7 separate regions of the Mus musculus genome follow, and all the other regions are linked to region 7. Evidence: chromatin contacts called from public HiChIP or PLAC-seq, capture Hi-C and promoter capture Hi-C data. All regions are on one chromosome and are shown on one strand. The core of a region is the stretch at or near the end of the contact, and the rest is flanking DNA. Distances in the headings are between cores, read along the strand shown. Region 1 holds the start of E130309D02Rik (RIKEN cDNA E130309D02 gene). Region 2 holds the start of Daglb (diacylglycerol lipase, beta). Region 3 holds the start of Rac1 (Rac family small GTPase 1). Region 4 holds the start of Tecpr1 (tectonin beta-propeller repeat containing 1). Region 5 holds the start of Kdelr2 (KDEL (Lys-Asp-Glu-Leu) endoplasmic reticulum protein retention receptor 2). Region 6 holds the start of Fam220a (family with sequence similarity 220, member A). Region 7 holds the start of Eif2ak1 (eukaryotic translation initiation factor 2 alpha kinase 1).

What was found. HiChIP or PLAC-seq counts read pairs in DNA pulled down with a chosen protein or histone mark. Capture Hi-C pulls out chosen DNA fragments and counts their contacts.
Region 1: an H3K4me3 HiChIP or PLAC-seq map of bone marrow-derived macrophages shows a contact between it and region 7, with 7 times the contacts expected there. The contact joins the promoter of E130309D02Rik here to the promoter of Eif2ak1 in region 7. A contact is called at or near these places in 1 of 39 promoter capture datasets (embryonic stem cells), 7 of 115 datasets of contacts at active chromatin or transcription factors (the SCID.adh cell line, astrocytes, bone marrow-derived macrophages and 3 more) and 2 of 9 other capture datasets (adipose tissue and macrophages).
Region 2: a capture Hi-C map of embryonic stem cells shows a contact between it and region 7, with 4 times the contacts expected there. The contact joins the promoter of Daglb here to the promoter of Eif2ak1 in region 7. A contact is called at or near these places in 2 of 39 promoter capture datasets (both in embryonic stem cells), 9 of 115 datasets of contacts at active chromatin or transcription factors (the 230-238 cell line, the SCID.adh cell line, bone marrow-derived macrophages and 3 more) and 2 of 9 other capture datasets (embryonic stem cells and liver).
Region 3: a contact with region 7 is called in an H3K4me3 HiChIP or PLAC-seq map of embryonic stem cells, with 16 read pairs. The contact joins the promoter of Rac1 here to the promoter of Eif2ak1 in region 7. A contact is called at or near these places in 1 of 39 promoter capture datasets (embryonic stem cells), 12 of 115 datasets of contacts at active chromatin or transcription factors (the 230-238 cell line, the SCID.adh cell line, embryonic limb bud and 7 more) and 3 of 9 other capture datasets (adipose tissue, liver and pancreatic islet).
Region 4: an HNF4G HiChIP or PLAC-seq map of pancreatic cancer cells shows a contact between it and region 7. The contact joins the promoter of Tecpr1 here to the promoter of Eif2ak1 in region 7. A contact is called at or near these places in 2 of 115 datasets of contacts at active chromatin or transcription factors (the SCID.adh cell line and pancreatic cancer cells).
Region 5: a contact with region 7 is called in a promoter capture Hi-C map of liver, with 2.5 times the contacts expected there. The contact joins the promoter of Kdelr2 here to the promoter of Eif2ak1 in region 7. A contact is called at or near these places in 11 of 115 datasets of contacts at active chromatin or transcription factors (the 230-238 cell line, the SCID.adh cell line, bone marrow-derived macrophages and 4 more) and 4 of 9 other capture datasets (adipose tissue, liver, macrophages and 1 more).
Region 6: an H3K4me3 HiChIP or PLAC-seq map of the SCID.adh cell line shows a contact between it and region 7, with 21 read pairs. The contact joins the promoter of Fam220a here to the promoter of Eif2ak1 in region 7. A contact is called at or near these places in 3 of 39 promoter capture datasets (embryonic stem cells, erythroid cells and macrophages), 7 of 15 datasets of contacts at CTCF or cohesin (CD8 T cells, the G1E-ER4 cell line, embryonic stem cells and 3 more), 6 of 484 Hi-C or Micro-C datasets (bone marrow-derived macrophages, embryonic stem cells, liver and 2 more), 36 of 115 datasets of contacts at active chromatin or transcription factors (the 230-238 cell line, CD8 T cells, DN3 thymocytes and 23 more) and 4 of 9 other capture datasets (adipose tissue, liver, macrophages and 1 more).

What each region holds. Positions count from the first base shown.
Region 1 is chr5:143,313,594-143,317,227 of GRCm38.p6, reverse strand. It overlaps E130309D02Rik (RIKEN cDNA E130309D02 gene), which reads left to right and starts at 1,868. Exons shown (of 6, transcript NM_172726.4): 1 at 1,868-2,325; 2 at 2,829-3,050. The coding sequence starts at 2,134. It overlaps Zdhhc4 (zinc finger, DHHC domain containing 4), which reads left to right. Exons shown (of 8, transcript NM_028379.5): 8 at 396-739. The coding sequence ends at 686.
Region 2 is chr5:143,463,038-143,466,742 of GRCm38.p6, reverse strand. Daglb (diacylglycerol lipase, beta) reads right to left here and starts at 2,250. Exons shown (of 15, transcript NM_144915.3): 1 at 1,967-2,250. The coding sequence starts at 2,061.
Region 3 is chr5:143,526,056-143,529,573 of GRCm38.p6, reverse strand. It overlaps Rac1 (Rac family small GTPase 1), which reads left to right and starts at 1,581. Exons shown (of 6, transcript NM_009007.2): 1 at 1,581-1,811. The coding sequence starts at 1,777.
Region 4 is chr5:144,222,218-144,225,788 of GRCm38.p6, reverse strand. Tecpr1 (tectonin beta-propeller repeat containing 1) reads left to right here and starts at 2,174. Exons shown (of 25, transcript NM_027410.2): 1 at 2,174-2,294.
Region 5 is chr5:143,402,275-143,405,721 of GRCm38.p6, reverse strand. It overlaps Kdelr2 (KDEL (Lys-Asp-Glu-Leu) endoplasmic reticulum protein retention receptor 2), which reads right to left and starts at 1,902. Exons shown (of 5, transcript NM_025841.4): 1 at 1,670-1,902. The coding sequence starts at 1,760. It overlaps Gm20635 (a long non-coding RNA gene), which reads left to right and starts at 1,980. Exons shown (of 3, transcript XR_868670.2): 1 at 1,980-2,113.
Region 6 is chr5:143,546,598-143,550,425 of GRCm38.p6, reverse strand. Fam220a (family with sequence similarity 220, member A) reads right to left here and starts at 1,706. Exons shown (of 2, transcript NM_133703.5): 1 at 1,292-1,706.
Region 7 is chr5:143,816,036-143,819,534 of GRCm38.p6, reverse strand. Eif2ak1 (eukaryotic translation initiation factor 2 alpha kinase 1) reads right to left here and starts at 1,743. Exons shown (of 15, transcript NM_013557.2): 1 at 1,527-1,743. The coding sequence starts at 1,644.

The DNA.
Region 1 (3,634 bases), core at 619-3,118, 500 kb after region 7:
AGTTATCCTGCAACAAGCTGTCACACACACTAGGCTCATGCCTGGGCTGCCTGCCTGTGTCTGTGTTGACTGTGACTCAGATCTATGTTCCAAGGGTCAGATTTGAGGCAACTGAAGTGCATATGTGTGTGTATCTGTGTGCTTGCACTTGTGCAATACATGCATGTGACAGACAGACAGGGAGACAGACAGAGACAGAGAAAGAGAAATAGGGAATTTTGAGTGTGGGGCCTCATGAATGCTGGGGCATTGGCACATTTTTCAGCTGTATATACTGCCTGGTGGGTCAGATCTGATGCAGAAGGTCAGCTGAGTGATGAGTCTGCACCACAGGGTCAGGGCTGGTGCTCAGGCATTGAAGGCTATTTGCTAACACTCTGGTTTTCTGCCCACAGCATCTGTTCCTGGCATTTCCAAGGATTGTCTTCCTACTGGGCTTTGTCATCGTTTTGAGCATGCTCCTGGCTGGCTACTTGTGCTTTGCTCTGTACCTGGCTGCCACCAACCAGACCACAAATGAATGGTATAAAGGCGACTGGGCCTGGTGCCAGCGCTGGCCTCTGGTGGCTTGGTCCCCATCAGCTGAGCCCCGGATCCACCAGAACATTCACTCCCACGGGTTTAGGAGCAACCTTCGAGAGATCTTTCTACCTGCTACCCCCAGTTACAAGAAAAAGGAGAAATAGAGCGGAAGTGCCCTGCCTTTTAAATACAGTGCACACCTATTTGTACACATGGATATTTGTTTTCTCATCATTGTCTGTGTTGGTTTCTGCTGTGTGGGCGTGAGTGGGCTTTAGTGGGGAAAAAGAGATGGGAAGCTAGGCTTGCTGAGTTCTCGTGTCTCCCAGGGCAGATTTCCCTCCTGCCTATATTCTGCTAGATCCAGTAACTTCTGAGGTCCTAGTGTGAGAAGGGTCAAGAGATGTCCAAGGCTCTGGGTGACAAGGAGGCCTTTGCCTCTTTCACTGCACCCTTGGGCGCCTGAACTAGGACCATAAAGTCTGTTCCCTGATGTACAAGAGAGTCTCTGGGCTGTGCCCAGCTGCACTCTCTCCCTGGTCTGTTCTTTCCCAGGCAGGGGCCCTTTATCATCTTAACTAAATCCTCTCAGCCATAGGCCTCTTAGTCATTGTATTTGTGAGCCACACGCAAGACTTTTCCATTCTGTTTAAAATCTCTACTCCCCGATGGGCGGTGGTGGTGCACACCTTTGATCACAGTACTCAGGAGGCAGAGGAACGTGGATCTCTGAGTTTGAGACCAGCCTGGTCTACACAGTGAGTTACAGGACAGCCAGGGTTACACTGAGTACCCCTGACTCGAAAAACCAAAAGAAAAAAAAAAATCTCCAGTCTTCATTAACAGCTAGTTTAGTATAAATTGTAAATAAACCATCGCCCATAGATTGTATAGAAATCTTGAGCTGGGGAGTGGGAGTGTTGTAGGGTGGGAGGGTTTTCAGGAACAGGGAGCACGTGGGCTAAACCTTGTACTAAGATTCCCATAGTCCTCCTGGGCTGGGCTAGAGCATAGCAGTTAAGAGGGTCCAGGAGTCAGGAGAGAATTTGGAAACACTGACCCTGGAACAGAAGGATCAGGGCGTGGGGGTGCTTACAAGCATCATTTGTCCTAGTAGTCGCCCCACTCCCGGGGGCGATCAGAGCACGTCCTGGTTGGAGGGGAGCATGAGAAGGCTTGGGTGCGTGGTGCCGGCTCAGAACACCTCCGAGTGTCTGATAATCAAACACCTCTGAAGCCGGAGAAACTCTTGCGAAGACGGCGGGGCGGGGCCTCGTGCTTGCCCGTGCGGGCTTCACCGCCAGGGGGCGCCCACGAGAGCGCGCGGCCGCAGCCCGAGCTTGGCCCCTGCGGGCCGCCGTCGCCATTCAGCCGCCGGTTCGGCCGAGCGGCGTCGGCTCCCGCGGCTCTGGGCGGCGCCGCAGTCGGACCCCAGGATACTCGCTGGCCCGTGGCGGCGGCGGCAGCGGCGACGATGGTCCCCTGAGCGGGTTGGCGCCTGTTAGAGGCGGGCGGGCGCCGCGACCCTGCCCGCGTCGGGGCCCAGGCCGGTCGCGCCTCTTTGTCTCCGGGCGGAAGTAGGACTCGCGGCGGGGACAGGGCGGCCGCACCATGAGCGACATCCGCCACTCGCTGCTGCGGCGCGACGCGCTGAGCGCCGCCAAGGAGGTGCTGTACCACCTGGACATCTACTTCAGCAGCCAGCTGCAGAGCGCGCCGTTGCCCATCGTGGACAAGGGCTCCGTGGAGCTGCTGGAGGAGTTCGTGTTCCAAGTGCCCAAGGAGCGCGGCGCGCAGCCCAAGGTGCCCGCCCCGGCCGTGCCCTCGCTCGGTGACAGGAGCTCGCCCCGAGGTCTCGCTCCTCTTTCCGCTCCCCCGGCCTTGCAGTCCAGCGGCGTTGCTCAGCCGCGTGCCCGTTTCGCAGGCGTGTGACAGTCGCCCACCAATGAATGATCCGGGGTGGTGGCTTTGTGAACTGGCTACTTAACATCCCTCTGGGATGTCGCTTAACTAGATGCAGGGTTTTTTCCTTTGCTTATTCATAGAGTTAAGCCCCCCCGGGCTTAGGCTTCTGAAGGGTGAAAAAAATACACCCTGGGAAAAAGAATAGATCTGTTTTCCTTTTTCAAACACTGTCTTTCTGTGTACCATGTATCTCGGGCCAGCCTGAAACTCATTATCGGCTAGACTCAGCCTCGTGTGCGCTGGGATTCTAAGCATCCACTTCCCTAATCTCTTAGGGTGGGAGCTAAGGGGCAGGTGGAGGCCCTCTTCTCACAGCTTCTCTTCCGGGTTTGTTTTTACAGAGACTGAATTCCCTCCAGGAGCTCCAGCTTCTTGAAATCATGTGCAGTTACTTCCAGGAGCAAAGCAAGGACTCTGTGCGGCAGATCATTTTCTCCTCCCTTTTCAGCCCCCAAGGGAACAAAGCCGACGACAGCCGAATGAGCTTGTTGGGAAAGCTGGTCTCCATGGCCGTGGCCGTGTGTCGGATCCCCGTGTTGGAATGTGCGGCCTCCTGGCTCCAGGTACTGCTCTCGAAATAGCGTCTCCCACAGTCTCCGTAGACAGGATAACAAGAGTTTGGATGTTCGTAGAGGTCTTTTACACGTGCGTGATGTCATCGATCATCCCTGCCTGGGTGCTACACCCAGTCCCGTTTTTTTTATGGAGCAAACATTTTTTTTGTTTCTTTGATTGACTTTTTTTTTTTGAAAAAAGAATTTGGTATGTAGCCCAAGCTGAATTCAACCCTCATGACCCTTCTACCTGAGTCTCTTGAGGATTATAGGGTCCACGTGTCTGGCTCTGGAATTGTAGCCTTCTTGTACACAAAGTAGTAAAATTAGGATTTGTTTCATTTTGAAACAGGTTCTGATTATGTAGCCTGGGCTGTCCTGGATCTCAAAATGTAGACCAGGCTGGCCTTGAACTCAACCCAGACCAGGTGTCTCTGCCTCCCTAGCATTTGCTATTAAAGGTGTATGCCATCACACCCAGCTTACTTTTAGTATTACTGTGCATGTGTGATGTGTGTGTGGTTGCCTGTGCCACAGCACATCTGGAGAGGCCTGAGGACAGCTGTGTGAAGTCGGGTCACTACTGTCACCTT
Region 2 (3,705 bases), core at 1,001-3,500, 350 kb after region 7:
AGAGGCAGAGGGCAGGAGGATCATAAATTAGAGGCTACACGAACCTGGGCTATAGATGAGTTCCAGGCCACCCTAAGCTGCACAAGGAGCCCCCACTTCAAATGCAAACAAGCTGGAGCTACTGCTCAGTGGGTAGTGTTTACCAGGCATGCAGGAGCCCTTAGGTTCAATGAATGCTACATTAAATGTTAAGTGCTACATTAAGTGTTAAGAGTGCTACATAAACTAAGTCCTGTAATCCCAGGACAGGGGAAGTGGAGACAGGAGGATGAGAACTTCGAGATCGTCCCACACCTCATAATGGGCTTTAAGGCAAGCAAGAGATGTAGGAGACCCTGTCAAAAATCGAAACCTAGACAAGCTAGGGTTCCCCAGGAAAACACCCACCGTGACTTAGAATCACGTGGTTGCTAAACGAACTTACACTTGCTGAATTAATATCAGGATTTGTATGTATGTGTGTGTACTTTAACGTTCAGTAAACACACATTGTAGCCAACTGTAATTCAAAACCAAGCAAGCAGGAAGCAAATTATGAAAATAACGTATCAGGGTAGATACAAATAAACACAAAAGGAGAAGTCCTATGGCCTCTTGACTGTATTTTGTAACTCGGCGGTGAACAACGATAGCATGAATCTCCAGAGGGAATGGAGCCACTGAATCCCCCTGGAGGGACTTCAGCAGCAAACAGACCCGCTTAGCAAGAACGTCCACCTTTTTAAAAAACTATATCTATTTATTTGAGGAAGACTATGCCATCCCACACCTTCGGAGGGAGGTCAGAGAGCAACTTAAAGGAGCCAGTTCTCCTCCTACCATGTGGGTCCCGGAGATAACAATTTAGGTCATCAGGCTTGGCGGCAAGCACCTTTACCCATCTGAGCTCCCCTGCTGCCCAAGATGGTCCAATTAAAGATTGACATTCCAAAGCCCTAAGAGGTGTCATCTGAGGTGGGGAGGATTTAACTCAAAGCCTAGCATACGTGAAGCCCGGGCTCAAGCACTAGAGGGGAAAAAATAAAGGTAAGATTGGTCTAGATAACTTTTCTGTCCCCGTACCACCCCTCCCCCCGCACCTCTTTTTTTTTTTTTTTTTTGAGGGAGGGTCTTGTGCAACTCCCCTATGACTCACTGTATATCCAAGGATGACTGTGAACCGCAGATGCTCTCCGCAGATGCTCTTACACCACCCCCTAGTCCTGGGATTTACAGGTGAGAGCCGCCACTATCAGTTCTGTGTGGTGCTGGGGATCCCGTGCACACAAGGGCCTCCTTCATGTTAGGTGAGTACTCTACCAAAAGGAACTGTTACACCTTCAGCCCCTAGATAACTTTTTCTGTCCAAACACCAGAGCTCCGTGTCAGGAGTTTCAGACTAAAAACGATCTGAGAAAAACCCGGCCTGTCTAGAAAGGGCTTTGCTGCTCCTATTCCTTTACCTCTTGAGAATGCTTTTTTTCTAAGAACGTTATTCCTCGTCGGCAGGCGTGCCAGGGGCTGACTTCACCCACCGGTGCCGTTTCCCACTGAGCCTAGCTGCATTTTGCAAAACCGGCCTATTATCCTGGTTTCTATGAATTGCTCCGAAATTGCTATTTCCCAGATTATTGTTTTGCATTGACAGGGACTTTGATACCCTCCCAGCAAGAAAAAGGACAGGTGTGATCCAAAGTTCCGGAGCCGCGGGCTTCAGGAAGGAGAGACCTGGGGGCTATGGTTTTTAGATGCTCACATTTCCCTCACGCTCTCGAGGCTAGGGCTCGGCGCTGCACCCTAGGGCTCGGCTCCTACCCTGCAGAGCTGAAGGTCCCGGACCCTGTCAAATACACAGAGCGACTGCCTCTATATCCTAGGTGCAGACAGATTGTGCTCCGGGGGCGCGGTTGCCCCTTAAGCACCAAGAAGGCACGACTTTTGTCGCCTTAACCAGCGCGCCTCCCACCCTCACGGCGGCCTCACTTACCACAGCACACGCAGGAACAGCTCAAAAGACCCGGGGAACACCAAGTCGTCGCTGGCTAGAGACCAGCGCCGGCCGAACAGCACCATCCCCGGCATGGCGCACCTCCCACCGCGCCGCCTAAGCCGCGCGCACCCTTCTGACTCCGCGCGTGTCTGGAGGGGGTCCCCAGCAGCGCCAAGGCGCAAGCCTACGTAAAGACCCGCGCATGCGCCTCCGGCCCGAGTCCGGAGCGCGCCCACAAGAGACGCGCACTTTGCTGTCTTTGCCTCCTTCCCAGGTCCCCTGACCCGGAAGTCAGCTGCTGGCTGTTAAGTGCCGGTCGGTGGCGTATGAAGTCCATTCCGGTGTGGTCATTTCTGTTTAATAGACTGAGGATTTAAAAAGATCTGGAGAGAATGCTCTCCCTAGAGAGCCGCGCCTATGAATAGTGAAGCTAGGACGTAGGTCTGGGTCTCTGAATCTTTCTAGCTTGGGATGACTTTACTGTACGCCTTTTAGCACCTCCATTCCTCTTCTCTCTCTCTCCACACACACCGTGCTTTATCCATCTTCATCCCTTCCCCTGCCTGGTCTCACTAATGCTAGTTCCCATTCTTCCCCACGGTCCCCCTGGTGACCGAGGAGAACCATCAGACCTGGTCTAAATTATGTCTAAGACTTGCAAGTCTGTGCTTCGGCGTAAAGTGCATGTTAATCCTTTCCAGAGACTTTTCTAGCGGAGTCTTACATCAAAAGCCTCTAATTAGTGTCTGTGTTCCCTCATCATCTACCTGCTGTACTCCCACACACATTTTAGCTCCCCAGATTTTTAGTGTCGGTGGTGTGCATGTGTGTGTGCGCGTGTTTTTGCATGTGTGGTGGGGCGCACGTATGTAGGTGCCTGTATACATGTGCTCATGCATGTGGGGGTCTGAGGATGTTATCAAGAACTGTACCCAGCTCTTCCACCTTGCTGAGGCAGGTTCTCTCAATCAAACACAAAGCTCGGTGAGCCGGCTGGTCCTGCGAGCCAGCTTGCTGCGGAGATCTTCTGATTTCCCCCGTACCAGGCTGTAATAACAGGTGTGCTACCACACCCATCCTGCACTTTCCTGAGTTTCTGGGAATCTGAACTTTAGTCCTCACACTAGTATAGCAAGTGCTTTAACTCCTGAGCCGTCTCCTTAGCCCTTTTCCTAACTCTGGTTTCTTTATGGTGCTTAATCACTCCCTGGCCCAAGTCTGCCTGCTGCCAGACAAGCTGATCAACAGAGATGGTGTCAGGCAAGGGGTTTAGTTTTAAGATCTGGACTTATAATTAGCTGAGAAGATGCGGGATTTGTGAAAATGTCCATCCTGAGGATGGGGATGTAACTAAGTTGGCAGAGTACTGTGCCTGGCATGCACAAAGCCTTGGTTTCCAATCCTAGCTACTGTGTAAACCAGAAGTGGTGGGACAGGTGTTGGGAGGTGGAGACAAAAGGGTTAGAAATTGAGGGTTGTTGAGATTTGGTGTTGTCATGCTAAATTCTACACCCACAGGTCTAGGTCTTCTACTTACAAATTTTTGTTGTGCAAACCTTGTTCCTTGATTTAAAACTACTGATTAAATAAAATTGGCTACAGTCAATTGCTGGAGGAATTAGAGGTAACCTAGGTTTGGAGTGACCTGGTTTTGGGGGAGGGAGGAAGAGGAAGAACAGGAAAGGGAGGGGGAAGTGAGGGGAAGAAGCTGCAAAGAGGAGAGAGGAGCCATGAGC
Region 3 (3,518 bases), core at 332-2,831, 290 kb after region 7:
TTATTTTTTTACTGTTAGGATATTAGGATGGCTGGAATTCCTGGTCTGGTTTCTTTTCTTTAAAAAAATATTTTAGATTTTGTGTCTGTGCTCACGTGCACACACGTGAATGAATGCAGGTGTCTCAGGGGGCCAAAGGTGTTGGATCGCTCTGGAGCTGGAATTACAGGTGGCTGTAAGCCATGTGATTCAGGTGCTGGGAACCTAACTCCAGTCTACTGGAAGAGCAGCTTGGCCTCTTAAGCTCCAGGAGGAGGGAACTTGCCAGGCAAGTGTGAGGAACAGAGCTCCAATCCAGAAACTAGTATACTAGGAGGGTACGGTGACTCACCTGTAACTCCGGAAGATAAAGATGGGATCTCCAGGGCAAGCTGGTTGGCTAGATTAACTGGAATTGGCCAGTTTTGTGTTCAATGAGAGATCTTACTTCAATATATATAAGGTGAACAGCAACTGAATACACCCAGTGTCAACCTTGGTCTTCTATACACATGTGCACCACACATGTGCCCACACATGAAAACATGCACACACACACACACCACAGATAACCAAAAATATCTTTAATGTTCTTGTCTTCTAATAGGCTACCTTATTTGTGAATGAATTATATGCTTACCCTATCATATCAGCAATCTTTAAAAGAATTCTTCTGACCTTTATCCTTCTGTTTATTATTTTAATGGTATGTATGTTTTTTTTTCCTTATATTTTTGTTTATTTAGTGCTCCCTCCCCACCCCCCACCCCTATTGAGAAAGTCTCATGGTAGGTCAGGTTAACGCTGGACGCTACATAGCCAGAGGTCAAACTTCAGATGTTTCTGCTACCTCCAGTCCAGAGCTGGGATTCCAGGTATGCACTACCTGATATATACCACATCTGTTTCATACCGTCGTGAGGTTCAATCCTAGGGTTTCATATCTGTATCTGCTCGGGGAAGCACTCTACCAATTGAGTTGCATATCCAGAGGTTGGACTTGAGGTTGATCCCCAGGATTCTACTGCTTCCGCCCACCAAGTGCTGGGATTACAGGTGAGCCACCAGGGCAGGCTGTGATGTGCTAGGGATGGAGCCCCAGGCTGTACATGCCGGCAAACATTCTGACTTGGCTACATCCCTAGCAGTTTCTTTTTTGAGACTGGATCTCACTGTGGCACGAGCTATACAGAATTTTCTAGCAGGATCTTACGCTACAGCATACTGTAGTTATCACATAACAAGGGGGCTCAGGAATCTCTCCATGGAGTTGGCACAAGTAGGTTGCGAGCGAACGGGACCCTACCACTGACCCGAACCCGTAACCCCAGGATTCAGAGGGCTTCCTAAACCTGGTCACAACCGGGACGCTTTAGCGTGCCAAGATGGCGGCCGCCCCGCCCCGCGGCCGCCGAGCCCGTTCTCCGGCTGGAGCCGACTGTTGCCGAGCTTTCCCGAAAGCCCGTGGAAGCCAGGAACGGCGCGGGCGGGCGCGCGGGCGGGCGGGAGCGGCCCCGCCCGGAGCCTGGGAGCTGCGTCGACGGCACCGAGGGGGAGGGGAGGCCGGATGTGAGTGGAGCGGCCATTTCCTGTTTCTCTGCAGTTTTCCCCAGCTTTGGGTGGTGGCTGCTGCTGCGCTTCGCCTTCCCGTGCGCTGAGGGCCCGGCGGCGTGGACAGCAGTCCCGGCACTCGGCGCCCCGCCGCCCGCAGCCTCGCCCAGCGCTTCCCGAGCCCGCCGCTTCGCGCCTCAGCCACCGGCCGCCGCCGCCGCCGCCGCGGCCCACCGAGCGGCCCAGATGCAGGCCATCAAGTGTGTGGTGGTGGGAGACGGGTGAGTGCACGGCCGCGCCTGGCGCTCCGGACCCGGTGCCGCGCGCAGCGCCATCGGGGGCCCCCGCAGGCCCGAAAAGCCTCGAGCTGGCGTAGAGCGCGCGCCCGGCCTTCTGGGGGGCGCGAGCCTCCCACCCTCCCGGGCCTGGTTCCGGATTCTGGTTGGGGGAGGGCCTGGGCGAGCCGGCCGGAGGGAAAAGTGAACTCCACCCTCCTGCCTTCTTCCCGGGCCGGACGCCGCCCGTCGCCCTACTCGACTTGGCACGTAGGCGAGGCTGGTTTGAAGAATTTTTCTTGAAACATTTTTAAAAAAAATTTTTGTCTTTTGAGAAAGGGACGTATAGTTTCTTCATTTACTCAGGGTACCCCCTCGCACCCCCCCCCCCGAGAACTGGGATAGGTAACGGCCTCCAAGTCGGCCGGCCCTGGTCGATGCATGTTTGCACCAGTCACTTGGGTGACCTGGAACTTGGGAAAGGGCTCGGTTGCTTCGACTTGACAGGGTGTTTATAAAAATATTCATTTTCACACTTACGCCGAGAAAGTTACTGGGATGCTAGCTGAAGGAGTGTGATGAAGACTGTCCATTGAACGAAGTGTGGTTATTAAAAACAAACAAACCTTCTCTGAAGGCATTAGATATGGATGTAGCAGATCCAGCTCCCTGTGACTCGAGGCAATTCTTTTCGTGATTGACCGTGATGGTTTCAGGCCCTTGAGGGAGACAAGACTGGTCTTATGCAGTCCGTCCCGTTCCCCCCACCCCTTCGGTAGAAACAAGAATCTCAGTGTAATCGGAGCAAAATCGCGCGTCTCAGCGTAGCTTGTGTAGGTTCGTGTTAACGAGGAAGCTTGGAGATTTACCACCCGTTTCCTCAAACGCAGAGTGCAACTGGTCCACTTTCTAGTTCAGTCGAGTACGTTGCCAAACTTGCTTAATGCCTTCCACACTTGCAGTGAGCACTCGCCGCCCATGGGTTTATGAGCCCGTGGATTTATGAGCGATTGTTCAGCGTATTTACAGAACTCTACATTAGACTTTGGGATCGTCCCTGTAACTAAGTCAGCCAGACGGTCAGAGAACTTTATTTTTCTGCTAACATGTCTGTCTGTGGGATTTGTCTCGGAGACAGGAAGTCTCATGGATACGGTTCAATGTATTTAACGACACACTGGAATTTCATTGAGTAGGAATGTCAATGGTGCTTTCCTTTCACCTCCTAAAAGAAAGCTTTGTCACTTGGGGCACTTAGTTTGATAGTGAAGATGTTGTATTGTGGGGCCGGGGTCTTTTTGTGTAAATCCTAGTTTCTGACTGCCTTGGTCCCAACTCCATGATTCTCCTGTTAGGAGGACATGGACATAGGCGTTGGGCTTACAGGTATGAGCCACAGGTCTGCTTTAAGTGAAGGCAAGATGGCTGGGTCTGTCTGTCTGTCTCTCTTTTTGTATTGCGGTTGAACTATAACATAGCACCTTGCTGGGGAACGTTTAAAACTTACCTGAACTTTCCTTGAAAAGTTAAAAATGTTTCACCAGCAGTTTGTGGGCTGGGGAATACTACCACATTCCTAGTGTTTTAATAAGTTAAATTGCTCTGTCACCATCCTCTTTTCCTCCCAGAGCTTAGGGACCAAGGGGAGGAAGAGAGATTATAAGAGTCAGAGGTCAGGGACACCCAGCGGAAACAGTATTTTCTAGATTCCAC
Region 4 (3,571 bases), core at 925-3,424, 410 kb before region 7:
GTCTCAGGGGGAAAAAAATACTCCCGAGGCACAGGCAGGCAGATCTCTGAGCTTGGAATCGGCTTGGTCTACATAGCCAGTTCCAGAACAGTCAAGGCTACATACTGAAATCCTGTCTCAAAACAACAAAACTAAAATTCCCTTTTCACTTCAGGGCATCTTGCTTACATTTACATCCGTTGATGAACTAGCATCTGTAGGCAGTGTCCTCCCCCCCCCCCCACCCCCCCCCCACCCCCGGCAAGGAGAGAGGGACAGACACACTTCTGATTTCAGTTTTATTTGTTCTGTGTGGTTTGCGTGTTGTCACGTATATACAAGGGCGTGTGACCATCTAGAGGCCAGAGCGGAAGGCTGTAGTTTGGCTCATACTTCAAGAGTCCAGCCCATCCTGGTGGGGAAGGCAAAGTGGCTCTGTCAATTCTGGGAGAGGCTGGTGAGCCCTGTATTTTTTCTAAACCATTTCTGGAACTCTTCATTAGGCAATGCACAGTGATGGCCAAGTGACCCAAACCTGATTAGACAGAAAAGCTAAGAAGGGAGAAGAGCTAGGTGACAGAACACGGGCAAGGCCCCGCTTCGATCCCCAGCACTGCAAGCAAAGACCAAACAGCATGCTCGTACCACACACCTTCCTTCACCCCAGATATAGCAAAACATCAAGTGTCATGATACAGCCTAGAATCTCGGCACTCAGGAGGCTGAGGAAGGAAGGTTGCAAGTTCAAGGCTAACCTGAGCTACATCGTGAATTCCATCCCAGCTTGAGTAATTCAGTGAGACCCTGTGTCAAACCAACCAACCAACCAGGCAAGTCAGCAAGATGGCTCAGAGGGTAAAGACACTCACCTGAAAACCTGAACTCAATTGAATATGGATTCTCGCTTCACAATAGAACTAGACAACCAATTCCAATAAGTTGTCCTCTGACCAAAGACAGAGAGACAGACACACATACACTAAATAAATGTTGTAAGGAGAGAAAAAAAAAAGACCCCCTAAAACTAACGAGGGGCTGGAGAGATGGCTCAGACATTAAGAACACCTGCTCTGCAGTGAGGACCAGAATCAGATCCAGCGTCCTCTTAACACACCAGGTGTCCCTGCAAATGACTTAACCTTAACCCCAAGGTGAGCAGAAACCAGGGGGTGTCAGGGGGTTGCTGGATTCCAGCCTAATGAAGACAGTAGGCAACCTTGCCTCAGAACAGGCAGAATAGCAGCAGAGAGCACCCGGTGGATGCCCTCTTCAGGCCTGTGTGGGTTATATACAGGTACACACACCCCTACACACAACACATACATCTGCTTATACTCTCACACATAAACAAATCAAAATCTAAAACACACTAATTAAAAAAAATAATACAGAATTTACCGGTGAGGTGGCTCAGTAGGTAAAGGCTGAGAAGCCTGAAGTACTGAGTTCGAACCCTGGGACCCACACGGTGGTAGGAAAAAAACCAACTTTAGAAAGCTGTCCTCTGATCTCTGCACCTAGCGCATTGCGCACGTGCACACAGGAACACACATACAAATAAATATTTTTTTAAAAACTAAAAAGTTAATAAGAGGCTAGAGAGATGGCTCAGCAGTTAAGAGCACTAACCCGGGGACCCGGTGTCAATACCCAGCATCCACATGGGAGCTCACAACTGTGACTCCAGTACCAGGGGATCTGACAACGTCACACGGACATGAATGCAGGCAAAAGAAGGCAAACTGCACAAGGCACATAAGAATAAATAAATCTTTAAACAAGAAATGAAGAATTAGAAATGACGACTATCCTTTCTTATGAAGGCTGGAAAACAGACTCCTGTGTCAACTAAAGAAATCCAACCCTGAAAAAACCTGACTCCGCTTCGGGAGCGGTGCAGGCCGGTGTAGACGAGAAGTGCTTCAGGCAAGAAGGAGGGACGTGCCGGAGAAGGTTGGAGCGCAGGAAGCAGGCATGTGAGGACGCGCTGGGACCCGCGGAGTCCTGAGAGGGGACGTAGCAACCCGCTCCTTTCCTCCCGACTAGCACAGAGCGCCGCTGGCTAGCGGGACCCGGCGCGACCTCGAGAGTGCGCACGCGCGCCACCCCGAGCCGGAGAAATTGCGGCTGAGCGCAGCAGCCAATCGTGAGCTTCCAGGCAGTTGCGTCACTCCGAATCTGGCCGATCAACGCTGAGTTGATTATTGCTTCCGGCCCGCCCTCTAGCCTGAGGCCGGGGGAGGGCCGGACTGTAGCTAAAACCGAGGAGTACAGAAGCCTCCGCTGGGAACCCGCCCCACCGGGCGTGGGCACAGGTAAGTGCGGCGCGATGTCCCCGTAACATCGGTGACAAGGGCCGTGGAGACTCCGATCGATGTTATTTGGGTGGCACAGAGCAGAGGTGCTCCCAGTTTTCCGATCCCTCTCCTCCATTGGCTGCGTTAACTGGGACGATCGAGGGAGGGAGAGGGGACTGTACTTGTGTTCTCTGCTGCACACCTACAGGGCACCACCCCTACCCCTGCTTTGGAACCCCTAAATGTCTGCTCGTGAACCCGCTTCATAGCATGACCCCCATTGCAGCCTTTGCAGCCTTAGGACTGCAGAGATTTGAAGACGCCGATCGCCGAGCCTGCATGATTTTAGAGAAATGGAACATCCAGGAGCCTGTCTGTAGCCTTTCTTCTCCCTTGACGTTGGGAGCAAATCTGCTTGCTTTAGGATTAGTGTAGGCAGATGGTCACAGCCCTACAGCTCCGACATATGCTCCTGGTGACAGTGCAGGGGACCCACCTGTCGCCCAAGTGCAGGAACTGGGATCAAAGCCAGGTCGCTTCCTGCCGGCTGGGGCTGGGCCCGACTCTATTTACTCTCCAGGAAGGGCCCCCACTCCCATACAAGCTCTGATATTTCCTGTCTTCTTTTTTAACCCTAACATCACCTTGGAGTGGTCCCTGCGCTTGGCAGCCAGGAAACAACTTTAATAGCCAGTGCACATCAGACAGGAGTGAGGGTGTAATAGAAAAACCAGAAGAAGTCTTGCAGCCTGAAGACAGATTCCGCAGAAGTAAACGTTTTGTGGCTTCTGTGTGCTGTGTTGTGGCCTCAAGAGCATCTACTGCCCACTGCTTGCTCTGCTTTTTGTTTGTTTGTTTGTTTGTTTGTTTGTTTTTATGTATATGAGTACACTGTAGCTGTACAGATGGTTGTGAGCCACCATGTGGTTGCTGGGATTTTGAATTCAGGACCTTCGGAAGAGCAGTCAGTGCTCTTAACCACTGAGCCATTTCTCCAGCCCTGTTTTCTTGTTGTTGCTGTTGTTTTTGTTTTTAATTTCTTTGTGTGTGCAGATGCACAAGCGGCTGTGGAAGTCAGAGGTCAACCTGCACCATCCACTTTGTTTTTTTAAAGCTGGGATTTCTCACTAGCCCGGGGCCCACTAATTAGGCTAGGCTAACCAACCAGGAAACCCCAGGGATCCATCCACCTCTTCAGCTCTAGGGTTATAAGCAAGTGCCATTGTGGCTCACTTACAAGTATTTTTACAGTTTAGTGTGTGTGTTTTGCGTGTGTGCGCACACGCATGCGTGCG
Region 5 (3,447 bases), core at 653-3,152, 410 kb after region 7:
AACTCAAACTGCTCAGGCCGAAACAAAGGTTAATTGGAAATTCCAAATTCATTACTGCTTATGCGTCAATCCTGGCTTCATCGAAAGCCTGCTAACCTGCCTAAGACTCGGTTCCCTCATCCAGTCCGGGGACCGTTGACATGGTTATTTTAAGTACTGCCTGAGAGGAGCGCTATAACACTCAGCTGACTACTTAATGCACACCTATCGCAACTGAAGCAATTAATTGACTGTCATTCTGAATCCCACACTGGGCTCCCAGTTCACCTCCCAGTCAGATCCCCTGGTTCAGTACAAGGACTTTGTGACGTCCACTTCGATCGGGCAAAGGTCTTTTGGGTTGTGCTTACTTCCTGGATCTCAACTATGTTCCAGGGAGAGATGAGACCTTCAGAGAGCAGAGTCAAAGGGGCGGTGCTACTTTAGATGAGGTGTTATTAATAAACCAGATAGGTGGCGTCTCCATCACCCAGGGCCTTTAGGACTTCTATTTTCTGCTGTCTCTGAAAAAAATTAAATTTGAGTTTACAAAGTTATTTCATTTGGGGACATAGCATTAAGGACAGTATTTTAAGAATATATTTATTTAATCAATCAATTAATTAATGGGTTTTTGGGGAGCAGGGGGTGTTTTTGGAGACAGGACCAGCATGTAGTCCATTCTCATTTTGAATTCCTGAACCTCAGGTTACCACCTCTCGAGTGCTGGGATTACAGGCAAGCACCATCACACTCACCAAGAACTTATCTAAAACTTGTAAGATTCCTAATATTTAACGAAAGGCAGAAGTCCACAGCTATTATGTGAGGAAAGTTCACTCTACTGCCTCTCTGCAATGTAGTTTGAGGGAGGTACAGCGCCAACTCAATGGTGACGTGGAGCAAGGATACTAGCCGAGAACAGAGGCCTCTGTGGTACCCAGCGCTGGCAGTTTAAGAGAACCAGTTATTAGACGGCCACACTCAAGGATGAAAAACTAGCTTGCTTCTCAGAGTAACATGAAAACTATGCCAAGCAACTCACTTAAAAGATCCACATCTCTTTTTATGACGCATGAGATCCCGAACCCCAAGGCTTGAGTTGTAGCCTCATCAACTGTAAGCACAGGCCAGACCTGACACCATCCTGCCCCCACATCCCATCCTCTGCTTGTCCTTGAAGATAACAGAATGAATAGCAGGATGCCCCTCTTCCTCCAGCCAGCCCCACCTTCGCGGGTGGCCTGGCTGCCACGTCAGGCCCAGCTAGTCTGTGGTCCTATCCATCCTCCTCGAGCAAGTCTCCCATTGATTCCTGGGGACTCAGAGGCGCCCCCCAAAAGTCCCATGGAGAGGGACACGCCCACTAGAGCCCCACAGATCCCGTGCTAAACTTTTCAGATGCAGCAGGACGCGGGGGCAGTTACGCCAGCGCTCGCTGAGCCAGGACGGATCAAGTTCGCGAGCGGACCAAGCGCAGAACTGGGGGGCCCAGAGCTGCGACGGACACCCCAGCCCGTGTGCACACTCGGAGGGGTTTCGTTGCCCGCCGAGCAGGCCGAGATGGGTGTGTCTGGCCATCGCAAGCCCGGCACAAAGCCTCCGGAACGACCGAGAGCCGAATGGGTCGGTCGAATGGGCCAAACGCGCGCGCTCCTGCCCCGCGCGCCTCGCCCCGGCGGCCGCTCACCAGCACAGGAGCGCGTCTTCCAGATCTTCAGCAGTAGGATGACGATGGCCGCCAGGTGGGACAGGTCCCCAGTCAGCCGGAAGATGTTCATGGCGGCGGCGGTCGGCGCGGCACAGCGGCACCGGAGCTAGGCAGCGACTCGGGACGCGGCGACAGCAGCCCCGGAGAGAGGAAGCGGCGAAAGATGGCGGGAGCGGGCGCGACGTGGCCAGGGACGTGGCCGAACTGCCGTCGCGCGCGCGGGGCAGCCTGGGAGAGCGGGCGACCGCTGGGGCCACGCCCCCGCCACGCCCCTTAAAGGCCCAGCGTCGGTGAGCAGCCGGACTTTACATCCCGCGTGGACGGTCAACTGAGGACCCAGAGTCCTCCGCAATTTCCGTCTCCAGGGTTTCCGCCTAGGTGCCAGCGATTTCCTTCTCTAAGTTTTTGAAATGCCACTCAGTTGTGAGTATTGTCTTGTTTTTTTTTCCATTCCCTACTAAGATAGCAGAAATACCTATCTCAGAGGCATTGCGAGGGTAGAAAGCAAGATTAAAATTTCTGTGATTAAGAACTCCAGCTTCTCTTGTATAGGACCGAAGTTCGATGCCCAGCTCCTAACCTCGGGGAGCTTACATCACCTTTAACACCAACTCCAGGGAATTCATTGCTTCTGGCCTTTGAGAGCACCTGCACGCCCATGCACACACCCACACACAAACTAACACACACATTTTAAATAATAATAAAAATAAGTCATAAGAAATCTGTCAAAATCTATTAATTTTTATTTAAAATTACATTAAAATTTTGTATTAGGGATGGAGAGCTGGCCCAGTGGATAAGAGCAATTGCTGTTCTTCTAATAGACCTGATTTCGAGTCCCAGCACCCACAACTGCAGACTCACAACAGCCTGGAACTCCAGTTCTATCTGACACCTCTCACCTCTGAGGGTGCCTTCATGTGTGTGCGCGCGCACACACACACACACACACACACACACCCCTGAAACAATAAAAATAAAAATAAAAATTTATTTGTGGACTGTGTGGGCACATCCAGTCAGGCCCAGTTCTCTCCTTCCATCTTGTTGGTTCCTGGGACTAGGCTCAAATCTCCAGGCTTGGTGACAAGCCCCTTTAGCCGCTGAGCAACCCCACCACTTCTTTTTCTTTCCTCTCCCTCCTCTTCCTCTTCTTTCTTTTTGCTTTTATATGTCTGTTCACACGTGTGTGTGCACATGTGTAGGCTGTGAGGCCAGCTATTTCTAGGACCTTCTAGATCCTGTTACACCTTATATATTGAAGCAAGGCATCACACTTGAACCCAGAGCTTGCTGATTTGGCTAGTCTAGCAGGCCAGCTTGCCGAAGGGATCCCCTGTCTCTATCTCCCAGGCTTCAACACAGCCTAGCATTTATGTGGGTGCTGGAGATCTGGGCTGTGTTTCTCGCAGACATGTGTCAGCAATCTTTCTGGATTTACAGTGTTTCTTGTTTGCCATTTAAGAAGAAACTTGGAGGCTTAAATGATGGAGCAGGGTGGGAAGATGGGGCTGAAGCACTAACCCATGCGTCATGGGTTACCTTGGAGATGGCTCAGTTAATAAAGCAGTCACTAGCCATACATGAGGTCTGGAGTTCAATCCCCAGCCCCCGATTAGCCAGCTCCTTACTATTAATGTTAACGACTTAATTTTTAAGTTATTAAATAAATAACTTAAATTAGCAAAGATGTTGGGGCTGGGGCCTTCATGTGCAGCCCTGGCTGCCTGAGCGAGAGAACTATCTGACAGACA
Region 6 (3,828 bases), core at 457-2,956, 270 kb after region 7:
GAGACACTGGAGCCATGTTTCTACAGGTAGGTAATTGGCAGGAACACAGGCTTTCTGGTTGATCTCACTTCCCACACCCAGCACTCCACTCATTTGTGGCACCTGCTGTAAAGGCTTGACGGTTCTGCCCCATGGCCTGATATCACTTAAGATGCTACAAGCCCTGCTCATGCTTGTCTAACATTCACAAAGTCCCGAGTTGATCCCGGCAGCACCTCATAACCAGGGTGGTACACACACAACACCTCCCCACCCCCCCCCCAAAAAAGTAAAGAGATTCTGATATGGACCTCAAATTTGGTTTTTCTTAACTCCTTTTAACCAATTTTGATCAACATATTTGGCTTCCGATTTCATGTGGTCTGTGTCATGGACCATTTACACACACCAAGTCCATTACACTCCAACTTGACCCAACTGCAGAAAAACTAGGTAGCACTATACTGAACTGGCGCCTCTGCACACCAGGGAACAACATAAGCACAGTAAGGCTGGGGTTAGGGCTGGCAAACCAATGCACCCACCGGGTTCATTTCCAGAACCACAAAAAACCAAAAACAAAACAAAAACAACAACAAAAAACCTCTGTCAGATTACATGCTTCCCAGGGGTGGAGCCAAGTCCTTCCTTCCAACACAGCCTGTGACACTCCAAGGTGTGTAAACAGAATCCAAGTTCACTATGCAGCCTTTCTTACATTTTGAGACAGAACACTCAGGTCCGTAAGACCTCTCCGCTAGAAAAAAAAGCATTTTGTAAATTCAAGATAGAGAAATGTCAGTCATTTTCAGCAAATGAGGCCTCCAGAATGCTGATGCAGGCATGCTGTTAGTCCACGTCTAAACTGTTGCAGGCCTCTAAATCTGTTTTCCCTCTTTCTCTCTCATCTTCATCCCTATCGCCATTTCTAATCCCTGGTCAGAAGATACCGAAAACATTGGTCAAGACACCATTAACTTTCAACCTACAGTACAAGGATAATATAATATACCGTCACAAAGTTTGGGGAACCAGAATTCACAAAGGAACTCGCAGCTACAGGATCGCCAACAATTTGTCATTTTTGAGGACAAAGCGTCCTAAGGGACCTTCCTGTCATCTTTCCTTGGACCCCACCCCCAGATGTGGGAACCTACCTTCTGAAGCATCCTCTATGCAGAGTAGGGTAACGGGGGTGGGAGGGACGCGGTGTTTGGTTCACACTCAGCCTCAGGCTGATAGCATGAGCCCCTTAGCACCTGCATCCCGCCGAGCCAGGTGGGCAGGGATGCGGAGGGCGCGGCTCACCTACCTGCAGGCGCACGTTGAGCATCATGGAAGCCACGATGTAGAGGTAAGGAAAGTTGATGCGCAGCCGCCAAGCCAAGTCAAAGAAGATGAGCAGCGTGCGGGTCAGCCCCTTGCAGAAGACCCCATAGGAGCGGGCGGCGGCCGAGCGCGACAGCCGGACAGCCAGACCCGACAGAGCCGTCGCCATATAGAGATCCGCGGCGCCCCCACTGCCCGCCCGCCCTCCCTCTCCGCGCCCCGTCGCCCAAGGCCTCCTCTCCCGGGCCGCTGCTCAGCGCTCAGCGATCTCAGGGAGCAAGGGAGACCGCGGCGAGGCCGGCAGGAGGGCGGGCCGCGGGGGAGCCGAGTCTGCGCGTCACTCTCCGGAGGCGACTCCACCAGCTACCACCTGGATTCCCGGCCGGGCCGCGCGGCCTGACGTCACAAAGCCGGCCCGCGCCTGCGCAGGCAGCAGACTCCGCCTCCCGCCCCGCCCCGGGCCGCCCCGCCCCTCGGGCGGCTTTCCTGCAAGTGAAGTGCGCATGAGTTGGAGACTAGGGTTGGCTGCGTTGCATCTGGCGTCCTCTAATGGTGAAGAGTTGAGAATAACGACACAGGGAAAGTGGCGTGGTGGCGCTAGCCTGTTAATATTCCAGCACTCAAGAGACTGAAGCAGGAAAAACATGAACTCAAGGCTGGCTGCTCCTCCAGAGGACCCTCAGTTCAGTTTCCCGTACCCACACTAGGTGGCTCAAAATCCACCTGTAGCTGGCTCCAGGAGAGCCAATATCTGACCTTCCTGGGCATCTGCACTCATTCGCACACACACCACATCCAAATAAAAATCAATCTTTAAAATATAACAGAAAAGAGATGATGCCTGGGTATGGCCACAGGTACTTTATAACACACATATTCCTAAAAATGGTTACAGTGAGACCAGCAAAATGGTGAAGTAGGTAAAATGCACTTCCCATTGCTCCAGAGGATCTGAGTTCAATTCCTGAGACCCTCATGGTGGAAGAACACAAGTGACTCTAGGGTGTTGCCTTCTATGCTGCTCATTTATTTTTGTTAACGTGACACAAGATAGACCAGCAGTTCTCAACCAGTGGGTCGCGACCTCTCTGGAGACCGAACGATCCTTTCACAGTGGTTAGCCTAAGACCACCTGTATATCAGATATTTACATTACGATTCGTAAAATTAGCAAAACTAAAGTTATAAAGTCGTTGTGAAATAATTTTATGGTTGGTGGTCACCACACGAAGAACTGTATTAAGGGGGTCGCGCATTGGAAGGCTGAGAACCTCGTCTAGAGTTATCTAATTCCTAGAGTTATGCTGGAAAAAGGAACCTCAATTGAAAAACTGCCTCCATCAGGTTGACCTGTAAGCGATTCTGTACGGCATCTTCTTGTTTGGTGATGGGTGTGAGAGGGTCCAGGCCATAAAGGGTGATATCAACTCAGCAGCAGCCTCCTGAAACTGGAATAGCAACAGGTTAGCGCTGCCACGCCACGTTCCCTGTTATCCTCAGCTTCACCATTAGAGGGCGCCAGGACGCAACGCAGCAACCCCACTCTACGACTCACACATGTAAGAAAACAAGGTAAACCTGGTGGTCCGTGGTGGTGATGGTGCATGCTTTTAACCCCAGTACTCAGTAGACAGAGGCAGGCAGATCTCTGTGAGTTCGAGGTCAGTCCAGTTTTTAGACTGAGATCCAGAACAGCCAAAGCTACACAGAGAAACCCTGTTAAGAAAAGAAAAGAAATATAAGGCAAAGGCAAATAAATTCTTTTCTCCCCACCTTGTTTTTGGTAATAGTGTTTAGCACAGCAGTAGAAATCAAAAAACACATCTTCCCATCTCCTCCAGCCTGCTGTGTTACATGCATGTATACACACACACAAACACATAAACTAAATAAAATGTGACTTTTGTACTGGCTGGTTTTGTGTGTCAACTTGACACAAGGTGGAGTTATCTCAGAGAAAGGAGCTTCAGTTGGGGAAATGCCTCCATAAGTTCCAGCTGTGGGGCATTTTCCCAATTAGTGATCAAGGAGGGGGGGGAGGTCCCCTTGTGGGTGGTGCCATCCCTGGGCTGGTAGTCCTGGGTTCTATAAGAACTCCATTTTATGCCAGGTACCCATCTTGCTACACGCTAAGCTGTTTGTCTCTGATTCCAGCCCCTGGAAGATAAGTTCCCAGTAACCTTAACTCAGTGGCCCCCACCCAAAATGTATGGCCGTGACTATCTACTTGCTATGATATGACTATCTGCATTTCTGGCTTGATACAGCTTGCTTATACAGAAACTAGAGTTTCTTTAGCCTTCATGTAGACCCCCTGTAACTGTAGTTACAAATAGTTGTAAGTCACTATATGGGTGCTGGGAACTGAACCAAGGTCCTCTGTAAGAGCAGTAAGCATTCTTAACTGCTGAGCTATCTCTCCTGCACTATGAAAGTTGTTTTTTTTTTTTTTTCATGCTCATTTAGTTAACCTGAAGAGAATGATGCAGGAGGAGAGAATGGACCCACATGATCCAAGAA
Region 7 (3,499 bases), core at 494-2,993:
GCGGTCTGCTGCAGCGAGACTGCGGTCTGCTGCAGCGAGACTGCGGTCTGCTGCAGAATTCCTACAGCGAACTGCGATTGCTCATTGAGGCTTTGACTTTTCTGACTCCACCGTGAACTGGCAGTATGATCTCTTCAAAGCATTCAGACCACCTGTAAGACATCACCTAACTCTTGGCCTTACACCCATTAAAAGTGATACTGAACGTTCCACAGACCTTTCTATGTTTAAAGGCAAAGAATCAGCTGTGGGTGAATACTCGTCATCTCTTTAGAAGAGGCATCACCACGGAAGCAGAGCCGTATTAACAGGAAGAGGGCAGAAGTTCGAAAGTTTGTCCTCGCTCACTCCCTTCCGGAATAATCTTTGGTGTGCAGACACTCTTATCACGGCGTCACAGAAGAGATGGACCTGCATGTTTACAGCTGGGCCCTCTCCTAGGACACACACTTGCTCGGCTCACGGGCTACAGTAACATGCCACTTGCCGTGTGGGGAAAATCTGCATATTCATTTAAAAGTTATCTTACAACCAGCCTCTATACAGCCTACTGAGTCACCACGATGAACAACTTTTATTTCTCATTGTGGTCAATTATTACAGGCAGGATTTAAAAATGAAAATGGAGAAGAAAAAAAAAAAACCCTGAATTTAGTGTACACTCCTAACTCCACTACAACATACTCATTTCTAGCTTTACTGTAACCTTATAAGCATTCTGTGTATACAGCTAAAACCTCCTTGGATGTATGTTTTGGGGGCTGGAAGATAAACCCAGGATCTCACTCATCCTAAAACATTCTCTGTCACTGCTCCACCGTCATTATCCTTTTTTGTTAGTTCGAGATAGAGTCGTATGTACTTCAAACTGCCCTGGAACTCAACATGAAGCTCAGGCTTGCCCTTCAAGTCCCGATCCTCCTGCCTCCACTTTCCATACGTCTGGGTTACAAGAGTGCACCACGACTCGGTGTATTCACTATCGAGAGCACAATTTCAGTTTTAAAACGGCTCAAGCAACTGGTACCAACCAACTGCACTTTCTGTAAAATACCAGAACGTTAACCTACATAAGAATCGATGTTTTGAAGACGACGCGCCTTACGTTACACAATTTGATTTACATGTATCAAAAGCCTCAAGAAAACTGGAGCGTTCGTGTACTACCTCGCTAAAAGAAATCATTACTTATCTAATCTTTACTTATCTAATCTCATTCTAGCAGTGAACAAAGATTACACTCAGCGAAGAAAAACAAGAAGCGAAAAGCGGCCTCGGGGAAGTGGCGCAAAACAGAAGTCAAGAAATACAAATGCCCACAAACGGGTAGAGCGTAGACGCTCTTGTAGTAAATATTTACCTAACCCTTGACAGCCTGCCCGCCACCTCCCGGTGCCCTACAGCTCTGGGCCCGAGTTCGAGCCCCGAGGCGGCCTAGGATCTTAGGTGACCACCGGGGACCACTGGCGCGCAGGAACTCATATGAACAGCGAACCGTGGGACTGCGCGAGCCATCCCTGTCTCACCATCATACTTGGGGTCCGACACCTCTGCGGGGAAGTCGATGGCAGGAGGCGCGGCCACCGCCCCCGCCGCGTCGTCGTCCGTGTCGCGCTCGCCGTCCACGGAGCTGCCCCCCAGCATTGCCGTTCGGAGCGTGGATAGTAACCTCGCTCTGCCGGTCCCCAGACGCTGCCGGCCACTAGAGCCTCCCCCCAAGCCGGAAGTAACACAAGAGCCAACGGAAGTCCCGCCCCAGTGACCAGGAAGTTTCTGTAGGGGGGCGGGCTCTCGCTGTCCCGCCCCTTTTTTCTCTAAAGGAAATGATTGGCTGATCCACTGCGGGTGTGCCCCGAGTGGGCAGGACAAGCAGGGGTGTGCTGGCGCGGCGTGGTGCGGCGCTGCCTGTGTAGGAAGGACCTTTCTCCTTGACCCTGTGGGTTGTGTCTGGTTCTCTGTTCTTCCCATATTATCCCTGTAGGCATCATAAACGCTCAGATCTCACACCTGCAAACTTTTCTCTGGAAAGTATAATAAGCAAGGGGACCCACACTCGGAAAGACAAAGACCGCGTGTTTCTCGCTCAAATGCAGATATCCTAACCTGTAATGGATATACGTGGGAGTAAGTGTGGGTAAAGCCTAACAAACCAGAAAGAAGACCAGAGAGAGTGAAAACTGATGTTGGGGCAAGGGCAAAGTAAATAAACCGAGGGGAAGATACATGGTGCGCGGGGGAGGGAGCGGGGAGACCGGGAAAGTAGAAGCAGTATTTTATGGATGTTGGTATATCAACTCTGCCTTCATATGTGTGTCTGTTGCCTATGGAGGCCAGAAGAGGGCATCAGATCCCCTGGGACTGGAGTTACAGAGGACTGATAACTGATGAGAATTGGACTAGGTCCTCTGCAAGAGCAGCAAATGCTGTTGACTACTGAACCGTCTCTCCAACCTCTTCTTTGTGTTTTAATTTCGAAAATCCAGCCATCTAAGGGACCTAATTTTAGAAGTGATGCATATATATATATATATATATATATATATATATATATATATATATATATGTACATGTATATGTATAAGTGATACGTATATATATAAAATAACTATCTTTTAAAAAAATCACCCATCGTAGTGGTTTATATGCTTCTAATTTTTAAATTTGAGCACTTGAGAGGTAGAAATGAGAGGACCAGGTGTTCAAGTACATAGTGAGTTTGAGGCCAGGCTGACTTAAATGATACCCTGTTTCAGAACAAAAACAAATTTATCTACAAGTCCTGACTCGAGTAGAGCAAACTTGCTTTGATCCATCACAGACCATAGCAAAATGGGAAATGCCAGAGAGAATCTAATCTAAAGGAAATTCTTGGGTTTTGAGACTAACTTTCCAGTTGGTTTCAAACCAAAGGTTTTTTTTTTCCTTGTGACCACCTGGAACCCACCCACCCACCTCCAAAGCTACCCTAGATGATGAAGTTAAGATTCAAAAATCGATGCTGGGACTTGGGAGTAAGTTTACTTGTTGCTCAAGCCTAAGGACCTGAATTCAAATCCCCAGAAACCCACACAAAAGCCATTGGCTACAACTGTGCATGTTATACTAGAACCTGCAAGGGACAGAAACTGGAGAATCCTTGGGGCTTGTTGGCCAGCCAGTCTTACCTAATCAGAGAGCTCCAGGATCGATGAGGAGCCCTGTCTCAAACACACACACACACACACACACACACATACATACATATGCATATATATGGTGGAGAAGGCTCAGTGGTTGAGAGCACTTGTTTTCAGAGGACCTGAGTTTGGTTTTCAGCACCATGTCTAGCAGCTCAAAACTATCTGTAACTCCAGCTCCAGGGGATCCAACACCTTCTGGCCTCTGTGGGCACACACACATACACACATCCTCACACATACACATATACATATACAAATACACACATACCCTCACACAGACACATACACACCCTCACACACACACACCCTCACACATACAT